2 separate regions of the Mus musculus genome follow, and region 1 is linked to region 2. A link is a contact called in public Hi-C data. All regions are on one chromosome and are shown on one strand. The core of a region is the stretch at or near the end of the contact, and the rest is flanking DNA. Distances in the headings are between cores, read along the strand shown. Region 1 has its middle 39 kb from the start of B3galnt1. Region 2 has its middle 23 kb from the start of Nmd3.

Region 1 (5,414 bases), core at 1,230-3,729, 140 kb before region 2:
TACAACGGCATCCAATATTTTGAGGAATATGCCACCTATATTATAAAAAATAAAACTAAAGCTAAAAATAGCATCCATTAAACTAAGCTATAGATTGCAAAAGGGCAGGGACAGTTGCTCCGGTGGGGTCCATAGGTACATTTCTAACTGTCCCCTAATACAAACACATTTGCAGAGTCTTAGGACGCCACCGCTTTGTCCGTTATTTGTTCTGTTTACCACTGCTGAGCTGCAGACTGTTAGTCAAGTGTTATAATCATGCTGTCCGTTTGGTAACAACTGCACATCACTTGTACACTCTGAGTTAAGGTCACGGAGACGCACGTGTGCTGTTCGTCTCAACAAATCGTCACAGGCATGTTTGCTGCTCAGAATTTCACCAAGAAGCAAGCAGAAGGAATAGATCATATTCAGGGGTGTATTTTCATGTATTCTAGAAGTCTTGTATTGTTTAACCCCAGAATCTTGTATATTTGCCACATCTAAATACATATTGAAAACTTCCAAAGACCAGCATCCTTCGCCTTTGCACAAGCGGCTCATGTAATGGTTCTGGTAGCAGCTTGGGGCTAGCAGGTTTGGGGGAAGGGCAGGAAAATCTTCCTGATCCTCACAGTGCCTCTGCCCATGAGGATCTGTGTCTGCCACACATTATCACGACGTTCCCGACAATCCAGATGTTTAAATGGGAGAGCTTGCATTCTTTCAGACCATTTAATTAGCCCATTCATAATTTGAAGTGCGTTCCCACAGAAGCAAAGGGAGAAGCCTTGGTCCAGCACTGGGGTGATGGTGGGTAAGTGCGGAGAAACTGAAAGTGGGTTTCCAGATGCCTGTGCAGATGTGCTTTGGCTAGTAACTTCTGACTCGTGTAGGAAGCATGGTAGAGACAGGAGGTGCTATTCTTGAAGACATTTACTGAGTCTTTAAAAAGGAAGCCTCATTTTCAACAGTGAAAGCTGTAAATTGAGTCCCAACCCCCTTTTTTTCCAATGGAATCTGGGAGGGTGTGGTCTCACCTCTGCATGGCACCACCTTATTCTCTTCCTGCCCAAACCCTGGATGTGGCTTTTCTTAGAACATTTGCATTTTCAAAGGAATGTCCCTTTTTATACTTTTGAAAGATACTAACGGAGATGAAATGGTTTACACATGCTGGTAATTTTCCAGATGTCAGCTGTCAACAGGAAAGCAGTGACTGCCTGCTCGATAACAGGCAGTTCCACAGATGTCAACTGTGCAATACAAAGTCACACTGCTCTCATAATTTTTAATTAGCCTGATAGAAATCCCATGTCAATTTTAAGTTTGCCTCAACCTATGTAAGGACAAATAGAGACAGCTTAGAATAGTGCGCTTTTGTCCCGTGGAGAAGATCTAAACCATGGGACAGTAGACAATACTATCTGACAGGCACCAAGGCTGCACCCAGTAGTGTCTATCTTTCATCCAGATCCTTTTACCTTAAACTATAAAGTTGGAAAGATGCCAGGACTTCATTTCAGAGTGGTAGAGGGCTCCTAAGTCCTTAACTCCTACCGTGTTCTTTTAAAACTGTGCCTTTTTGAAAGAGATTGGGACTATCTTGCATCATTGGGATGTAGAGCATCTAGGGGCCAGGATGAGGGGGCAGAGCCACCCTAACGGAGGGACAATGGAACCTGCATTTGGTTAGAGTCTGATGATTCACATTGCTGGTCACTAGCTTTTACATGTTGCCTGTCTGGCTGTCCAGCTGTCCCTCTCGAGGTTCCTTGGCTGTTGGGCTTATCCCTGTTTCTATGTGAGCATCTTTTTGACAATGGATTGTCTAAAATAGAACACTGTGGTAATGCATGGCACCACTTTTTAGCATCTGTCCTGCCTCCTCACAGAAGGTAGTGAAAGAATGCCTGAAGTTGTCCCCGGCCTGGCAGGGACAGTGGGTATGCGTGGCCTCGACAGTGGTCTGGTGGAAGCCAGGTTTCCTGTCCTCCAAAGAGAGAGGACAAGAAGGAAAGGTCACCTTGTACTATGTGGTTGGGTTTTGTTTTGTTTCTTTTCTATTTTTGGTCCTAAGAGACTATAAATCGTAATGCCCCAAGAGCAAACCCGGGACTGGGAGTGTTTATCATCCATCTCCTGACCATGTGAACAGCAAATTTGTCATTTGGAAAGCTAGCCTATTTCAGTAGTACAATTACTTAACTTCAAATGCAAGCAAACACTAAATGTCAGATTTTTTTAACAACAAAAAATGGTCTCTTAGCATTACACATTCCAAGTTCTAAACATATGATTCATGTTTTGTACTTTGAACAAGAATAGCAAAATCTATTTTCTGTATGAGGGGGGGAAAACTAAATATCAGCCATGGGATTTTTTTTAAACCAAAGAAGCAGTGGCTTTTAACTTCTGCCAGCCCCATCTTCTTCCCTACACTATTGAGCCCCGCTGGGTTACACTCATCGGCTTACTCATCGGAACAGCACCTCACAGGAATACGGAGTCAGCGTTTACAGAAGAACCCTCACTAGTTTCTGATACGATCAAGGCCAGGGGCGGGGCATAATACAGAAAGGAGGAAGAGGAAGGGAAAGAAGGAAGGGACCACTGTCATAGCTGAGTAGTAGTTTCTGTGAATGGTAGCATAGCTCAGAGGTTCTGAGCTTGTCCTGAGCCATCACTGGACATGCTGGCTTTGTGTAAGTTCTTCTTAAATCCACTTGACATCACGACATTCTTTCCCTTGGCAGCGGGTCCTTCCTACGTAAAACATCAGAACAGGTTGTTTATCAGAAGATACCAAGATCCATAATGTATCAGCCAGGTTTAAAAACTCTTGACATGTTTAATGATGAACTCACAGGTCAACCAGGCTTTCTGACGTCAGTCCCCAAAACCCATCTGTAGATCAGAACCTTGCCGAAACCTCTGTGCACTAGGCGCTACTTAGGGCGTTTCATTTCTACTGTCCATACTTGTCTCTACGAGACATGAGAAAGTGCAAGGCTGCGAGAGGGGGTTGGGTAGAGCTCGGAGCAGGTACATGACATGTCATTTGGTCCCTTTGATGTGCTGGGTAGAGTTGGCGTTGTAGAGACCGCTGTGTTCATGCAATCACTAATTCTATGTTGTATACAAATAAACAGCTAAAAGAGAAAAAGTAAACCCATTAAAGCTATTAAACTATATGTTCCTACTATTCTTTTCCTTGAACTAAACTCATTTCTCTTCTGAAGTCTGTTTGGAAGACACGTGGTTTTGAGTTTTGATGGCTTGGGATTCTGCTCCGATGGCAGAAAATCACAGCTGGAAGACACCTAAACATAGTCGAAGCCAGAGGGAGGAACTGGTGGCAGTTTGGATCAGGATCAGTGCCTGGCACTGATTTAAAAAAAAAAAAAAAAAAAGCAAGTTTTTCAATGCATACAAATGTATGTAACATAGTGCTTATTCTTAACACAGCTTTAATGATCAATATTAGATTTAAAAAAAAGGGTGATATCAGTAACAGATATATCCAGATTAGACATCATGGCATGACACAACCTAGAATATTACAGACCTGAATATCCATCTGCAAAGATTTTCACAAGATGCATGGGAACACTGAAACAGACATTGTCAGACATTGTGTGCATATGTGTGATGCTGTTTCTAAGGATTCTGGAGATTCAGTGCTCAAATATGAACAGAACCTGGAGTCTAAATAGATCTCAGCCACTAAGTTGCTGATTGTAGAATTGAGTATAACATATTATGGACATAGAGCATAAAATTGTAGCCAGCCTCTGATCGCTTTCCTCTTTTTTTCATTAAAAACATGAGGCAGACACATCAGTTCACACTAGTAATCCTGGCACTCAAAAAATTTGGCCAGAAGAATCATAAATTCAAGGCAAATCAGCTACCTGGCAAACTCTTCTCAATAGTAGATATTACACAATAGAAACTGCATTCCTAAATCCTGGCCTATCACTTTAAGGAGGATTTTTTTTTTCTAACAAATGAAAAGTCTGATATATCTTTGTCACTTGGGTTGGAATAAATTTGACAAGCTTTCTTATCCAACTCCAATGGACTTGCTGGTTGCCCACTAAGGTAAGACTGTAAGCAACTAGGAAACTGAGCAAAATACACTAGGAAACTGTTTCTAGGAAGTCTGAGGCAGCCTTCCTGGGAGGAAGGAAGGGCTCACAAGCTCTCCCATGATCATCACACTTCAGGACAGCAGGCTGGAGTCCAAGTGGAGAGGATGCGATGGCAGTCTGTGTGGACCAGGGTAGCAGAGATTAGAATTTACAGAAATGGAGCAGGGGTCAAAAGGCCACGTCCCTTGTGAGTCTTCAGCTTTGCCGCACAGGGTGGGGGTTGGCGAAGCCGCAGAAGGCTTAAGTAGCTGCTATGGGGCTGAGAGCATGAGAGACACAGAGAGGTCAAGCATTGCTAAGAATTCTCAGGTTCTGATCACATACAGTGGAGAGACCGCTCTAAACCATTGCTAATTTCTAGATACCATGCTTCAGAAACATGGACCACCCTCTAAGCTAGGGCCCACTGCAGACTTGGTCTACATGTGCTTCAGACTAACCTCTGAGAAGAGCTACAAAAGAGACAACGTTTTAAAAGTTGAATCCTAGCAAGTCCAAGAAATTTGGGAAATCTCTAGGCTTCCACTGGTTGGCATAAGTAACCCTTAAAACTCTCCATTATGTCAAAACACACAGAAAACATCCAAGCTCAAGATAATCATCGAATGACTGAGCTACTGCCTAGAGCTAAAACCTGAAAACTACTCAGAGGAAGAAAGCAGTCCCCAGTAGTTATGTGTCTATAACTTCACTCCCATGGTTCATGACAATGAACATCAACAAATCATCACATGTAAAGAAGAGAATGTGAGTGATAGTGAAGAAACACAGGAACCAGGAACAACCAATCCCCAGCACCTACAAGGTGCACTTTGAAGATCTCAGAATAGCTGCAAATGTATTTGGAGAGTTAAAAAGCAGGTCCTAATGAGAAAACAAAATATCAGCACAGAGATGGACCATTACAAATTAACAACTGTCTGTTGTAACATATGCCTTTAATCCTATCACTCAGGAGGCAGAGCAGCATATCTCTGTGGGTTTGAAGCCAGCCTGGTCTATGTAACAAGGTCCAGGACAGATAGGTTGCATAGAGAAACCCAGCCTCAAACAAACAAAATTAAAATGTTGGAATATAAAATATAATTGTGGTGCTTTGAATGTGCTTGGCCCAGAGAGTGGCACTATTAGGAGGTGTGGCCTTGTTGGAGAAAGTGTGTCACTGTGGGGGTTGAGCTTTGAGACCCTCCTAACTAACTGCCTGGAAGACAGCAGTTTCCTCCCGTTTGCCTTTGGAACAAGATATAGAACTTTTGGCTCCTACAGCCCCAAATCTATCTG
Region 2 (5,110 bases), core at 1,260-3,759:
TGTCTGTGGTACTGTGATTCTATGGTGGTTGCCTGAAAACGATTTCTGTGTGTGTCTTGTGTGTCTCTATGTGTTCGGACATGGACTAATGACTGACGACTGTTTTTGAGTTATGCCCTCTGGAATAAGCCTAAGAATCCTGTCAGATCCCTGTGCTGACCACTTCCTTTCAGATCCTTAGCTGCCCTGCCTCCCACTCCAACTCCAGGGAGCAGCCAGCGGGTCACAGTGGTCCCGTCCATGGACCTGGAGCCTAGGGAGAAATGAGATCGGAAATCCGGAGCAAAAGAGGGGTGGTCCCTGAGAAGTCAGTGGCCTGGATGTTGTGGCTGCTGAAGACAAAAAGAAGAGGAGGCTGTGGAAGTAGCCAGCCAAGAGCACTGCAGGTTCTCTGGTAGCTTCTCATTCCCCTGGCCCCTGCATCCGGTCTCTTGTTAACAGCCAGCTGTGAGAGCTGTGCTCCCTTCTCTGCCCCACGAGTTTTCTCTTCTCAGGCGGCACTGCCCTGAGCTGCTGGCAGTGAGTCTGTTCCAAGCTCCAGTGAGGGAGGCAGCCGCCCACTTGGGGCTTCTGTCCAAGGTAAGGAGCACCTGCGAGTCTAACTGCCAGGCTCTGATGGGGGTCTTGTCTCTGTGGGACTAGAAAGTGCCCCAACAATCTGACCAAGGTAACAGGAAGTTACAGAAGTAAAGAGAAGGACAGTATAAGTCTGTAAGAAAGTTAGCGTAAGTCGATAAGAAAGTGCAGAGGAGGAGAAACAAAGGAAGAATAGAGGTCTACAAAGAAGAGCAAAGCTTCAGAAGACTCAGGAGAGATGGATGACAGTGGCAAATAGAGAGGTTAACAGTGAGGAGAAGTAAAAATAGAGATGAAGGAGATTAGAGGGGTCTGAGATGAGAGAGATACTCTGAATGAGAAATATTTAGAGGAAGAACCAGTAAGTAAGAGACAGGCAGGAAGAAGAGTTGAGGAAACATGAGGCTGACAAAGACAGAGACCAGAGTCAGAATCAGAGATGTGCAGTGAGACAGAAGGATAAACCAGGGTAAAGGTGAACTATAAGAGAAGATAAGTGACAGGATATAGATGTGATAATTAGATAATATCCAAAGAAGCAAAGACAAGGAGGAGGAAGAGGAACAAAAAGATATATATATATATATATATATATATATATATATATATATAGAGAGAGAGAGAGAGAGAGAGAGAGAGAGAGAGAGAGAGAGAGAGAACATTGCGTGAGATCTCCATTACAGTTAGGAAACAGGAGCAAAGAGAGGTAAATGACAGAGACTAGAACCTAGCAAAGTGGCACATGCTAATAATGCTAGCACTTAGAAATGATCAGTAAGAAACAGGGAGCCAGGAAATTAAAAAGAGATAAGAGAAATGAAATGCTGGCCACAAGAGTCAGGAAAACTAGAAAACTTAGATGTTTGAATAAGTCAATAGTGTGTTGCTATGCTGAATTCCACACCCCTAAGCCCCTTACCCCATAAAAACCCCTAGCTTTCTAGCCTCGTAGCTGACATCCGTTATCTCCTGTGTGGGATGCATGTCGGCCCGGAGCTCCGTCATTAAACGACCTCATGTAATTACATCAAGATGGTCCTTCGTGATTTTTTTTGGGTTCAAGCTGAATCAGGAATTGAGTGGGGGTTTCCCCACTAGGTTCTATCACTCCTAAGTATGGTAGAGAAAAGGTTATTCTAGATAAAAGGGAGACATAGCCAGAGGCAGACATATCTGGGAAATTCCAATGTGGATATGACCAGGCTGAACTGGGCCATGTGAGGAGAAGGGGAGGGAAGGGAAAGGGGTGAGGGGTAAAGCAGGTGCAGGAGTCAAGAGGCCAAAAGCACACACACACACACACAAAGAGCGAATAACCAAAGTGTCTGGATTTTATAGGGAAGGGCACTCTTTTTTAAAAAACATTTATTTATTTATTATATGTAGGTACACTGTAGCTGTCTTCAGACACTCCAGAAGAGAACATCAGATTTTGTTACGGATGGTTGTGAGCCACCATGTGGTTGCTGGGATTTGAACTCAGGATCTTTGGAAGAGCAGTCATCGCTCTTAACCACTGAGCCATCTCATCAGCCCCCGGGAAGGGCATTCTTAAAGACAAAGGCCACAATTTACTCTTGAGAGATCGGGGTTCTGAAGGTGTGATAGAATTGCAAAAGGTCTTTCACATTTCTGCAATTTCTGATATTGTCTTACCAGCCTTAGTCTGCTCAAAGAGCTGACCTCAGACCAAAGACGAAGTCCTCAGCTGCTACAAAACATCTGTCCTTTTCCCTTTGAAAGGTCCTGGGAAACAGAGATGACCGTCACCCCTGCTCCAGCTTCTTAAATATAAGTGAATCCCACCAGGGGCTAGATAGGACCCATTCTTTTCTTGGTCTTCCTTAAAATATCAGTAAACATCTTGTGTCTTGGGCTGTGAGTCCAGTCATGCACACACATAATGATGTTTCAGTCAGCAGTAGACTGTGTGTCTAACAGTGATCTCACAATATTTAGTTACCTAATAATGCAGTAGCGGTCTTAATCAGATAAGTACAGCCTGCAACTTTTGCAGAGAAGAAAAGGAGAAATGTGATCATTTCCCCACCTACAACACACACACACACACACACACACACACAGAGAGAGAGAGAGAGAGAGAGACAGAGACAGAGACAGAGACAGAGACAGAGACAGAGACAGAGAAACAGAGAAACAGAGACAGACAAAAAGAGGGAGATAGAGAGAGAATTTAACCTTAGTGAATTGGCCCTGAAGAATACCTGCCTGGTGATTAACAGAAGCAAAGACAGGTTGTTTTATTTATGTGCCTGGAAATACACAGCCGACAGTTGGAGCAAAGATGGCATTTATTGCACTTTAGTGGGCAGGTCTGCACAGTTCTAGCGGCTTCTTGCAGCCTGATGCAAATGCACAGTTTCCCTTCTGATTTGGAAACTCCCCTAGAGAGAGGTTTACAGCTGCTGAATTTGTGCCTCCCCCAAAGAAATCAAGAAACGCCCTTCGAGGAAGTTGAGAGAAAGCTTGAGTAATGGGGCATTTGACTTTAGGGAAATAGCTACCTCCAGAAAGCTAAAGATCAGCTTAGACTTCTTTCTGCATCTCTGCAATTCAAAAGCTTTCAGTTTAAAGTAATCTAGTCCCTGGGGCTTAACGACTTGAGCCCATAGAACAAATGTACAATATGCAGCTTAGTGGGAGAAAAGGTACATTTATTTGCAATTGTACAATAGTCAAACTGTGGAGACTCAAAGATAGCCCAGGTGGTTAAAGCTTAAACATACAAGGAACAGAGCCATGAGGTTTGTAGGCAATTGTAGAGAGGGGGGGGGGCTGGTTTTTAAAGGAGGTAAGCAGAACTGAAAAATAGACAATGGTCCTAGACAAAGGTCACCTAGGTCGCAGACAGTGTGTTGCCAGCTCCGGTCTCCTTGTAAATTATTCTTGTGGGAGATACAACATTTAAGTAGCTGTGGAAACCTTGGGGGAAGCATACTCTTATGCTGGGGAAAGGAAAAGATGCAAGAGATGCGGGCAGGATAGGAGAAGATCAGATTAGACGCTGGTTGCAAGCCTTCACAGTGGCAAGAGCTGTACTGTTAGGCACCATTTTCTGAACCCCAACAGCTGTGGTTTCTCCTGCTCCCCTCCCTCACTCCTGTCCACCTTCAGTTCAGACCCAGCCCAGCCTAACTTCTAAGATTAGATGAGATGGGGCATGATCAGGGGGTATAACTGGACTCTTTATATTCATGTATGTGCACTCGCATATATATATATATATATATATATATATATATATATGTATACATATACATATATAAATGAATATTATATATATGTATATATATATATATATGTATACATATACATATATAAATGAATATTATATATATGTATATATATATATATATATATATATGAAGAATGCACACATAGTTTGTGAACTGTTTTCTATCCCTACCGTATTTAATAATTTTACCCTAATAATCTAGTTGGTAGTTACTAAAAACAGTGTTGAGTCGTATTTACTAAGAACAGGGTTGAGTCTTTCAGATAACCACTTCAGCAGACTTCCCATCAATCCTATTCCTTTTTTCTACTCTACCATCTATTTTCTGATGTTGCTAATTGGTTCAATGATGCCTTCTACAGCTCTGTTCTCCTCCCCTTTCCAGCACAAGATCCCACTAGATTCAACTAGTATGCTATCTTTATTTATCATGGGTTTCTTTTGTCTAAATATGAAAAGTTTTCTTGGCTTTTATTGACTATGATGACATAGATTTTTGAGAAATTAACTTTTTTTTTAAAAGAAAGTTAGAACAGTCCTTATTTTGTGTCTGTCTGATCCCTTCTCCTGATTGCATTCAGAGTGGTCATTCTGAGCAGAATACTCCATAGGGGATGCTGTAGCCTGTGGGTATCACATCCAGAGAATAGTCCATAGGGGATGCTGTAGCCTGTGGGCATCACACCCTGAGGCATACATTCTGTGCCATCTCTCAGTTGTTACTTTAATCTTATGTTTGTGATTGCGGTTGTCTGAATTGTTTACACTGTAGCTACAAGAGGTTTGTTGCTGTTTGTTTCTAGTTAGCATGTAGAGTGATAGGTTCCATAAGAATTTTCATATATACTTGTTTTGTTTGACCGCTTGCCGTCTCCCTGACCTTCATCTCTGTTTAAGTTCTTCTACCCCCATCTCCCTGACCTTTAACCCTGTTTAAATCCTCCCACCTCCACCTCCTTGACCTTCATCCCTGTTTGAATCTTTCCACCTTCAGTATTGCCCTTCCACTTTAAAGTCGTATGCACTTCATTACTCTCCTGCCCTTATTCCTTAAAACTCTTTCCTTCCCTCTTCAGGGCCCCTTTCTGGTTCCATGACCTAACTCACTTCCACAGAAACACACATGCATAATGTTAGAAGCTAGGATGTGCATGTATCAAAGAATATGTGATACTTGTTTTTTTCTGGGTCACTTATTTCACTTCATCTATTTCTGAGTTCTATCCAGGTGTGGTTAGAAGGCACAATAACATTAAAGAAAAAAGTGGTTTTTCCCAG

What was found. Hi-C and Micro-C count contacts between places; a contact is called where the count stands out from the background.
Region 1: a Hi-C map of bone marrow-derived macrophages shows a contact between it and region 2, with 38 read pairs. The contact joins two enhancer-like sites. A contact is called at or near these places in 1 of 15 datasets of contacts at CTCF or cohesin (the NIH/3T3 cell line), 9 of 484 Hi-C or Micro-C datasets (the G1E-ER4 cell line, bone marrow-derived macrophages, embryonic stem cells and 3 more), 1 of 115 datasets of contacts at active chromatin or transcription factors (cardiomyocytes) and 2 of 9 other capture datasets (adipose tissue and liver).

The regions. Positions count from the first base shown.
Region 1 is chr3:69,557,617-69,563,030 of GRCm38.p6, forward strand. It overlaps a transcript of Ppm1l not described here. Among named protein-coding and RNA genes, the nearest start is that of B3galnt1, 39 kb to the right of the region's middle. Within about 2 kb of position 2,480, at least 23 of the 459 cell types and tissues checked have an H3K27ac peak or open chromatin away from gene starts, as enhancers often do. A contact at or near this core is called in adipose tissue and bone marrow-derived macrophages, where this site is marked.
Region 2 is chr3:69,696,977-69,702,086 of GRCm38.p6, forward strand. No RefSeq gene overlaps it. Among named protein-coding and RNA genes, the nearest start is that of Nmd3, 23 kb to the right of the region's middle. Within about 2 kb of position 2,510, at least 45 of the 459 cell types and tissues checked have an H3K27ac peak or open chromatin away from gene starts, as enhancers often do. A contact at or near this core is called in adipose tissue and bone marrow-derived macrophages, where this site is marked.